3 separate regions of the Mus musculus genome follow, and regions 1 and 3 are each linked to region 2. The links are chromatin contacts, called in public Hi-C maps. All regions are on one chromosome and are shown on one strand. The core of a region is the stretch at or near the end of the contact, and the rest is flanking DNA. Distances in the headings are between cores, read along the strand shown. Region 1 has its middle 97 kb from the start of Tril. Region 2 overlaps Creb5 (cAMP responsive element binding protein 5). Region 3 has its middle 60 kb from the start of Tril.

Region 1 (2,879 bases), core at 212-2,711, 69 kb after region 2:
GCTTCCAGAGAGGACAGAGACAAGATCTCCATAGGTGGGCACTAGCTTCAACTTCCCGAGTCTCTCTGCCTCCCATCTTCCTTCCTGAGGTTGCACAATGAAGTTCAGCACTGCTCATGCAGTTTAGGCATAGGGCAAGTCCATTTCTCCTAGCGTGCCTCTTCCTATAGTTATGGTTGAACATTACCTGACAAAACTCACTCAGCAGACATCAGGAGCAGCATGAAGGGAATCCAGAGTACCAGCAGAGTACCAGACAACTGTTCTGATTGTCTGTTGGTGCCGCCAAGGGCCAGATGACTGGATTGTTCATTTATCTGGGATTCAGTAATCCCAGCTGGGTAGAGACAAGAAATTGGGCACTGAGTGGAAGAGGAGAGGGCAGGAGTGAACACATAGAGCTCTATAGGGCAACAGGGTAGTTTTCAAACCTGGGCCAGAAGCCATCTTTAATTGATGGTTTGTTGTGTGTGCTGGTGGCATGCGTGGAGCTATGCAAGGATACAGTAAGAGGAGGTGCCTGTGGAGGCAGCAGACAGCAGCCTGCCCTGAGGGCCTTCAGTCTATCATCACTGGAGATAGAATGTTTGTTTACCCCACGGTCAAGCTTTCTGAGTCATCTGCCCACACAGTGCATTTTCTTTGCACTCACTGTTTCTATGTATGGCAAAGGGATGACACTTGCCGATAACGGATCAGAGCTGTAGAAAGTTGGCAACAGCAAAGCAAGCCAGAATGGGGTGGGGGGGGGGGGAAGGAGCCTCCTTTGTGAGTAGCAAGACCACTGGTTCTAGGCCAACCTGGGAGTCAAGTATAAGACCTCATCCCATCTCTCACATCACCTCCTTGTGTCCGTGACTTACCGCACCAAAGACACCAACAGCAATAAAAGAGCATTCCAATTGACACACGTGTCACGAGTCCCTGTCTTGCCTCACTCTGTAGCCAGTCCCTAAATCTGTTTTGCTGTCACCATGGTATGCAAATGGATTGTTCCTAATGCTCCCTTCCACGGGAATCCAGTTGAGTTCTCCATGGAGTTCTTACTTGATCTCCACATCTTCCTTTGGGCTCTTTCCCAGTTTCTCCTCAGCCCTTTGGAAATGACTCTCTCTATTGTACGTTCCATGATTTTGAAGGAGGCTTCTCAACTACCCATCCTCCTGCCCCAATGTGTCATGCTTCTTGGGAGATGAGCAGTCTCTGATAACTCCTGTTCCCTTGTGGGTTGTGAGGACAGTTTTCCTGAACCAGCCATTTTCTTGAGTAGACATTTGTACAGAAGGGAAACATATCACCATCATGAAAAAATCACCAGAAGAACTCAGCATCCTCTTTCCCTTGATGCCAACCTGGTGCCTGCCCAGAAGGCTATTGCTGGATTAATGATACCAGAGACTGGTCCTCCTCAGGACCTATTCCAGAAACCGATCTCCACAGAACCTTTGCCAAGAATAGCAGAGGCTCCAGGCTGGCCCTGCCCACCTCTGCATGTGGCTGGCCTCGGAGGTTTAAGGGTTGGCTGTAGAGTATCTGGCACCCCTCCTCCTGTGCTCTGTGCTCCTTTCAGTTTTCACAAATCTCACACCAGAGAGAGAGAGAGGACCTCCTCATCAAACCCTGCCTCCATCTCCGCTCTCTCCCTCACATTCCTAGAGCCACCTTCTTCTGCCTTAAAAGCACCAGTGGCAGAATTTCCTTCTTTTGAAGGCAGGCTGGTATTCTGGTGTCATTTCCAACAGTGCAGATGAACCAGGAAGGCGTATGAAGCAAAGTGTTCAGAGGACACAAGAGACACAGACTGCATGTCATCAATGTTGAACTTAGGGACATTGGGAGTTGGATAGTTGCTACTAAGGGTTGGGAGTTAGAGAGGGCATAGCACCTTCCTTATAGCTAATAACAATATGGAAAAATTCAAAATTCTGGAATGATAGGCTTTAAAATGTTCTTAACACACACAGAGAATGGCTATGTGAGGTTTTAGGTATGCTGATTAACCCAATTGAACGTTTCCAGGATGTGTAGATGTATGGGCAGCTGGCATTACAGCTCATAAGTGTATATAATCGCAAGTGGTCAATTAAAGCTAAGTTAAGGTTTTTATGTGTCAGTGGTTTCTGGAATGCTTTCCTGCCCCACTGCCAGCCCGTCTTCCCAGTCTTCCCAATCTTCCCATGCCTTCTTTGGGTTTGTTGACATAGATTATCCCCTCCACAATACAGTCATGTAGCACATTCTTGATTCACAAGATATTTCAAACAGAAAAGAATTAGAAGAGGTGTACACACCACTCAAATGGAGAATATCTTTGATGTATTGGTTTCAGTGCTTCTTATGAAGGGAAACTAGCTATGATAAGAGCTGCCTGCCTTGGCCCGGCTTTCAATGAAAGCACTGCTGTGTGTATGCACGTTGGGTTCTCTCAAGCAGCCGTTATAGTAGGCACCATCTCCTCAGGAAGTGTTCTCTCTCGCGCTCACCTCAGAAGCCCTAGCACTTTCTAGTATGGTTGGCACCCAAAGGGACTGAGTAAATATTGTTTGAACAAGTGTGTGTGGGTGAGAACTCATACCCAGGATTCCTGTCACCCACTCTACACCAGCATAAAACACAAAGTGTTCTGGTTGGCGTGCTATGTTCTTAGAGGCATTTGATTCTAACCCATTACCCTATCCCTAGAGCATGTCCTTAAACCAGTAAATCTCTGCTTTAGCTGCCTAGTAGAACGCACACCACAGGTAATTCCACCCTCAGGCATTCTAGTGCAGAGGCTGAAGCGTCTGGTGTCATTTCCAACAGTGCAGATGAACCAGGAAGGCATATGAAGCAAAGTGTTCAGAGGACACAAGAGACACAGACTGCATGCCATCAATGTT
Region 2 (2,892 bases), core at 340-2,839:
TGCAGAATGGGAAGCCCAGGTCAGCAGCAGCAGAGGTGGGAAGCCGGCTCAGGGCCACTGGTCTCAAGGCCATGGCCAATATACCCACCACCTATGGCAGAGTTGACCTCACACAGGAAACTCCCCATCATCCTACCAAACACCAGAGAAGAAAGGAGTGTGAGTGGTTAGGGAGTCTGGGAAGAGTTTGATTTGAAGCTGAATGGCTCCCCTTCTGTTGAACCCCAGTGCCAACCAGGGATCATTAGACATTTTCCTAACCACCCTCATCCTGAGTCCATAGTATTCTTGACAGCAGAAGCTATTCCTTGTAAATGACTTATTCCAGCAGAGATGGGAGAATGTTTCTGAAAATATAGTCATATGGCCATGTAGTCAATAGTCCAGGCTTTATGGACATCACTCTCTGTAGCAACTACTGAGGTCTCCCAGCTGCATGGCTACATTGCAATAAAGTTTTATTTATAAAGGCAGACAGCTGGCCAGATTGGACACAAGAGGCATAGTTTGACTAGTTCTACCTTAACTCTAACGCTTCCCTTGATTTCCCTCTTTGGATTTGGCTTAATGGCTAGCCCATCTTGCCCCCACAGTGTTGGGCTAGGCCTCAGTAAACTCCACTTGGAGGAGTGATGTGAGGGACTTCAGAAGGCACTGAATTCATGACTGAGTTTTCATAAGGAAACTTGGCCAGCGAGAGCCCCAGTCCCCCAACCTTTTCCCAGCATCTTCCCCAGAGGTTCCATACGCCAGGGCATGAAGATTTAAGCTGGAAACTTGCCCAAGTCATTTCTCACACTTAGGGGTTATTCATTAACTGATAGACTTACAGAGGGAACTTTCATATTCTTGACAACGGAGAAATTCTTTCATCTTCTGCCCCTTTTATAAACGGAAAGGTCACCATCGTGAGTTGTTTCTTGTGTTGATTTAGTTCCTAATTCACAGTTGCTGTCAAGATTGGAGAGTTTTCTGGTTTCTATCAATAAGTCATTTTCACATTTCTGAATTGTGGGTAGACCCCATGGTCACTGTAGGTAGTAGCCTACACTGTGCAGAAACAATAAATAACCAAGCTCAGCACTGCTCTTCCACATTCATTCGTCAGGGCCATGTCACTCACTCACTCAAACCTTCATTTCCTGGGCTATAAATGGAATTATCAAAGGCCACGCATCATTCACAAAGCTGTCTCTAGGTCCTTTTTGAAGACAAGCTTCTGCACGGCCTCTCCTCAAAAGCCCCACTCGCTCTTCCGAGAGCTCTCTGCTCACAGTATGGACATTTGTGATTCAGAGGCCTCCCTTACCATATGGTATTGCATAATTATTTTCCCTTTAGGTGTAATTATGGAATTGCCAGCCCCTTGGCTCTGTTTTGCATTATTTCACACGTATTTTCTCGTTTTGATTTAAGTCTCTGTGCGCTATGCCATAAATCAGCAGAGCGGGGGTGGGGTAACGAGAGGACATCAAAACACAGCCCCCACTGCTATAGAAAGTTTCACAAGTGACACTCCATAACTCAAACGCTGCAAACCACGGGGTAGTCAGAGCAGGGCAGTGTGACAGTATGAGCTGTTTTCGTTCATAGAGATGAAATTATGGGTGTGACTAGCTGGCAGGCCTCAGACGGACTTCAGCGAGTTGTTTGCTCAGCTGTCCTCAGCAACAACTTAATGCTTGGTGGATAAAATTGTTCTCCCAGCATCTCAAGTGGTATATTCCAGGGATCCCAATTTGTTCTCACTATTAAAAAGCAGGAACAAGCTTGCAACCCCTCCAAGGGCACTTGGAGATTCTGGCCATGTTTTGTTTTCAATGTATCAAGCTTTCTACACCCCAGTATCATGAAAATCTCCTTGTTTTCTGCCTCTGCCTGGAGAAAAGTCTGCACAGAGCTGAAACCTAACACTCTCTGTGTGACTTAAAGAAGCTGTGTGTTTCCTCGTGCCAAAGAGCCTTGCTGTTTCCCTCTACCTGCACTGTTCTCTTTACCAGCAACCCTTTCCCAGGTTTGTTAGAACCTCAGATCTCTTAGGCTCAGCTCAGACATCTCCTCTTAGAAGTCTTCCTTCAACCTCTATCTCCTTCTCAACAACAAAATAAAGGGCGTTTGTTTTCCTGGAACCTACTCTTTTTCCTTAGTGATCATGCAACGTTTAAGACATGCAAATCTGGACAAGAAATGACACAGTAATCCTCCTCTGCCCTGGTCTGCAAGGCAGAAGCCCCTGAGAATGGAAGTTAGCTATTTACCATTCTCGAAGCCATCTGTACCTTCTCTGGGATGCGTGTACATTCCTTAATTATATGTAACTTTTTATAAGTAGCTATAAACTATGCATGTTTTTCTAAAGTTTTTGATGATCTTGTCAATTCACATTAACTGGATTCATCGTGTTGACTGGTGTACTTCAGTCATTGCCACTGTTGGATGGAATTCCATCATCAATGTTTATCCTTCATTCCTTCTGCATGTATGTAAAATGTTTTCATAGATGCCGTATGGTTTTTCTCATTTTCATTCGTTTAACTTTTAAAAAAATTTAAATTTTAACATTTAACTTTAAAAAAAAAAAGCTATCATACAACGAGTGGCTTTCCTTATATCAGTTGTGTAACATAGAATGGGATTTCTTAGATTTGCTCACATACAATTCTCAACAGATCACCTCGATGTTAGTTATGCTGCAGAGTGAAGTAGTTGTGTGTGTAATTCTTTTTCCTTCTGTCTGCTGCCATCCCAGGATCCCAGTAGGTGTCCTTGCATTATCTCTTGTTTAACATTAAATCCTTGCAAGATAGCCAACAAGAATTTTTGCCAAACAGGGAAACTGAGCACAGTCAACCAACAGCTGAAACAGAACTGGACATCAGATATTGTGCATCT
Region 3 (3,158 bases), core at 19-2,518, 110 kb after region 2:
TATATTTATGTGATGAATAATATTAGGACCCAGGGGGGTATTTAGAAGGTGGAAAAAAGGAGTGGGTTAATTTTGAACCATTTTCAATTTCCATACCAGTCATTACCCACATTAGTGGATTTATTATGTTCTTTTTCTTTCCCTAATAAGAGCCTTGTAAAACCCAGCATATCATCAAGCAACCTAATAATTACTGTATTTAGGGGCAAATGTTAGATCCTAGACAGAGACTGTTTATCACGTCCTGCTCCCTAAAGTTCAACTGAATAGCCACTTTTCTGTTTCCTCATTAATAATTATAATAAGTAAACTGCACAAAAGAGGAAGAAAGAACTCAGCAAATCAAAACATAGCAAACTGGGAAGGCCAGAGCACTAAAGCATCCTGCCATGACTCACAGACCACGTGAGCCGTTAGAATCATGATTCTTAATTTTCCTGACCAGAACTCTGAAGGGAGCAGAAACCGGCACCAAATGAATCCACTCAATTAATGAGGATGCCCAGATGGCAAAGAGGGAAATAAATAATTCCCTCAGTCTGCCCTTTGTCACCTCAACCCCCAAGTTGTAGGCCTCCTTAGGGATTTCAAAGCAAAGCTTAGTGTGACCAGGAATGTGGAGGGTTTGCTACCCTTCAGTCCTTAAAGCTCTGGGCAACAACCAGGAGGCATCTGTGAGGAAGCTGCCTGCTGGCTTTGCTCTTGAGGATGTTTTCAAACACCATAACCCACTCACCTCAGAGGGCTTGCCCCCCTCATCCTTTCCCTTCTCTTCCTTATCATCCATTTCCTTCCTTTTTATTCATTCTCTCTCTCTGGCCCCCCAGTTTCTCTTTCTCTTTGTTCTCTTTCTCTCTTTTCTCTCTCTCTCTCCCTCCCTCCCTCCTCTCTCTTAATTTAAACTTGTTTCTGTCTCTTTGGACCTCCCACACACACACACATGTTTTTCTTGCTGATTTCCCTTATATATTACACATTTAACAAACTTATCTCTTGCTTCAATTGCTGAAGGTGCCACTGACAGAGGTCTAAACAAAAGCTCAACACCCAAATAACCTATTCCTCCTGTGAGTAAACCCCTCCACTTCCCCCTTCCTATTTTTTTTTATCCCAAAGCAGAACCAGTCACCTTTTTTGTTTACAGGTTTACTGATCTCTTCCCTTCTGCTAAGATCCGGGCATTTTGAGGCGTGTTTAGACACCTCCTGTAAGTATTCCCCAAGGTGAAAGCAACCACAACTCCTCACTCTTTGTCTTTGAAAGCTTAGACCAGTTGGAAACTTTGGAACAACCACTTAGTGCCAAATCTGCCCTTGATCTTCTCTTTATAGCACATGGGGTTTACACTGCGAGCCAGATTCAGTCCCCAGGGACCTCTGCTGGGGAACACAGGAAGAATTCTCCCTTCTGCAGGGAGTGTTTTCAGGCCAGAATGCATAAACCGTTGAGAACATCTCCCGTGGAGTCTGCAGAGAGGAAGATAATCCATTACCCTGCAGGCAGTTGGCCTTGGCGGGAAGGACTGGGGCCGCCTCCAGTGACACAAAGGAGAGCTGCATTTGAAATCTCCCCAAAGCCAGGCCTACTTTCCCCCACGGGTTTTGCATTTCTCAGACAGCAATGCAAAAGGAGATAGAGAACAGAAATGCAAATCGCAACCTTTAAGAAAATATATAAACCCAAAAGATGAATAAGGGCCTTCTAGTTCCATAGATGCCAAAAGCATCCCTTTGGCTAAATGAAAAACGCATTCCCAGCTGCACCAAGTCTTCCCATATTGCCCAGATGAAGCCAGCCTCTGCAAGAGACGGCCATACTTCAAAGAGCAGCACAGAACCTCTTTATCACCACAGGATTTCACAAGAATCTAGAGAAAGGCAGAAGAAATGAGGGCAAGCTAAGGCTGCCTTAAAGAAGCCTGGTTGTAGACACTGAGCTGAGGGCCAGCATCACTGAGGGAAGCCTGGAGAGAGGCAAGCAGAACCGGCATCCAGTGCTCACATCCATCTGGGGAGAGATAGACCTCCTGTGCTTTGAAGCCCAGAGCCATCGCAGCAAAGGGGTTATAAAAATGCTTTGGAGGTTGACCTGTCCCTAAAGCACAAGGAGGCAGGATTTGGAGAATATCTGTGCAAATGGTGGGCTCCACCCGGAGCCAGGGGAAATGCTCAGTTTGAAGGAGGGAGGAGCCATCAGGGGGAAAACAGGCACGTGGTCCAAGAGGAGGAAATAGAAATGGAACACAAATGTGCAAAAATACACCTGAGGACAATGCTAAGTCAAAAAAGTCAAATCTGCAAGAAGGTCAAATTTATCACTTAGACTAAAAGGAGAAAGGGATATGAAGCACACAGGCAGAATAAAGGGAAAGTTCTCTACAGCTAAACTGTGGGATGGACCCACACAGACACACACACACACACACACACACACCGTCAGTATCATCACCATCACTATCACCTCCACCATCACCAAATCTGCCCATGCACCTCCAACACTACCACCACCAATAACACATACACAAACACGCACATATACACCATCACCGTCACCACCACCACCACACCACTACCACCACCACCACATCTACACACACACCACCAATAACAACAACAACACACACACACACTCACAGAGACTGATAGCATTTATCAGAATTAAAACAAGCTTATCCTTTGGCTCCACAGTTCCAATTCCTCTTCCTGAAAGCTACTGATAGACTTGTGCTCTATCGTGCACACAACAGCAAGCTTTTAATAAGAGAAAGCAATCTATTAAAAGCATTTACAACTAGTATGGTTTATACACATGCTTGCACAGAAATGGAAAGATGCATAATACATAGTAAATAGTGATTGTGTCTGGGGAGGGAGAGCATTAGGAGCATTTGTGTTTTACAAAGTTTGAAATATTTTAGCATATAACTGGGTCACAATGAGGTTATTGGTATTATGGTGGAAGTAAAATGCAAGAAGATGGTGATCGTGAAGACTGTCATACACAGCGCTTGTGCTTGAGTGACTGAGAGTTTGGACTTGGGTGAGGTACTGTTCTCTAAGGAGCCGTGGGAGGGCAAGCTTTATCGCGGATGTTCTTTCCTTCTGGAAAGTCTTGCACAGGAGAAATTTTCCTAGCCCTCATTTCTAATGGATGCCATG

What was found. Hi-C and Micro-C count contacts between places; a contact is called where the count stands out from the background.
Region 1: a Hi-C map of the C2C12 cell line shows a contact between it and region 2, with 1.9 times the contacts expected there. The contact joins two enhancer-like sites. A contact is called at or near these places in 1 of 39 promoter capture datasets (the 3T3-L1 cell line), 19 of 484 Hi-C or Micro-C datasets (the 3T3-L1 cell line, 3T3-L1-derived adipocytes, the C2C12 cell line and 12 more) and 1 of 115 datasets of contacts at active chromatin or transcription factors (bone marrow-derived dendritic cells).
Region 3: a contact with region 2 is called in a Hi-C map of uterus, with 2.9 times the contacts expected there. The contact joins two enhancer-like sites. A contact is called at or near these places in 15 of 484 Hi-C or Micro-C datasets (the 3T3-L1 cell line, 3T3-L1-derived adipocytes, the AML12 cell line and 9 more), 1 of 115 datasets of contacts at active chromatin or transcription factors (astrocytes) and 2 of 9 other capture datasets (embryonic stem cells and embryonic tail).

The regions. Positions count from the first base shown.
Region 1 is chr6:53,722,325-53,725,203 of GRCm38.p6, forward strand. No RefSeq gene overlaps it. Among named protein-coding and RNA genes, the nearest start is that of Tril, 97 kb to the right of the region's middle. Within about 2 kb of position 1,462, at least 13 of the 459 cell types and tissues checked have an H3K27ac peak or open chromatin away from gene starts, as enhancers often do. A contact at or near this core is called in the C2C12 cell line, where this site is marked.
Region 2 is chr6:53,653,117-53,656,008 of GRCm38.p6, forward strand. All of the region lies in intron 7 of Creb5 (cAMP responsive element binding protein 5), which reads left to right. Among named protein-coding and RNA genes, the nearest start is that of Gm33392, 62 kb to the left of the region's middle. Within about 2 kb of position 1,590, at least 24 of the 459 cell types and tissues checked have an H3K27ac peak or open chromatin away from gene starts, as enhancers often do. A contact at or near this core is called in the C2C12 cell line and uterus, where this site is marked.
Region 3 is chr6:53,759,438-53,762,595 of GRCm38.p6, forward strand. No RefSeq gene overlaps it. Among named protein-coding and RNA genes, the nearest start is that of Tril, 60 kb to the right of the region's middle. Within about 2 kb of position 1,269, at least 54 of the 459 cell types and tissues checked have an H3K27ac peak or open chromatin away from gene starts, as enhancers often do. A contact at or near this core is called in the C2C12 cell line and uterus, where this site is marked.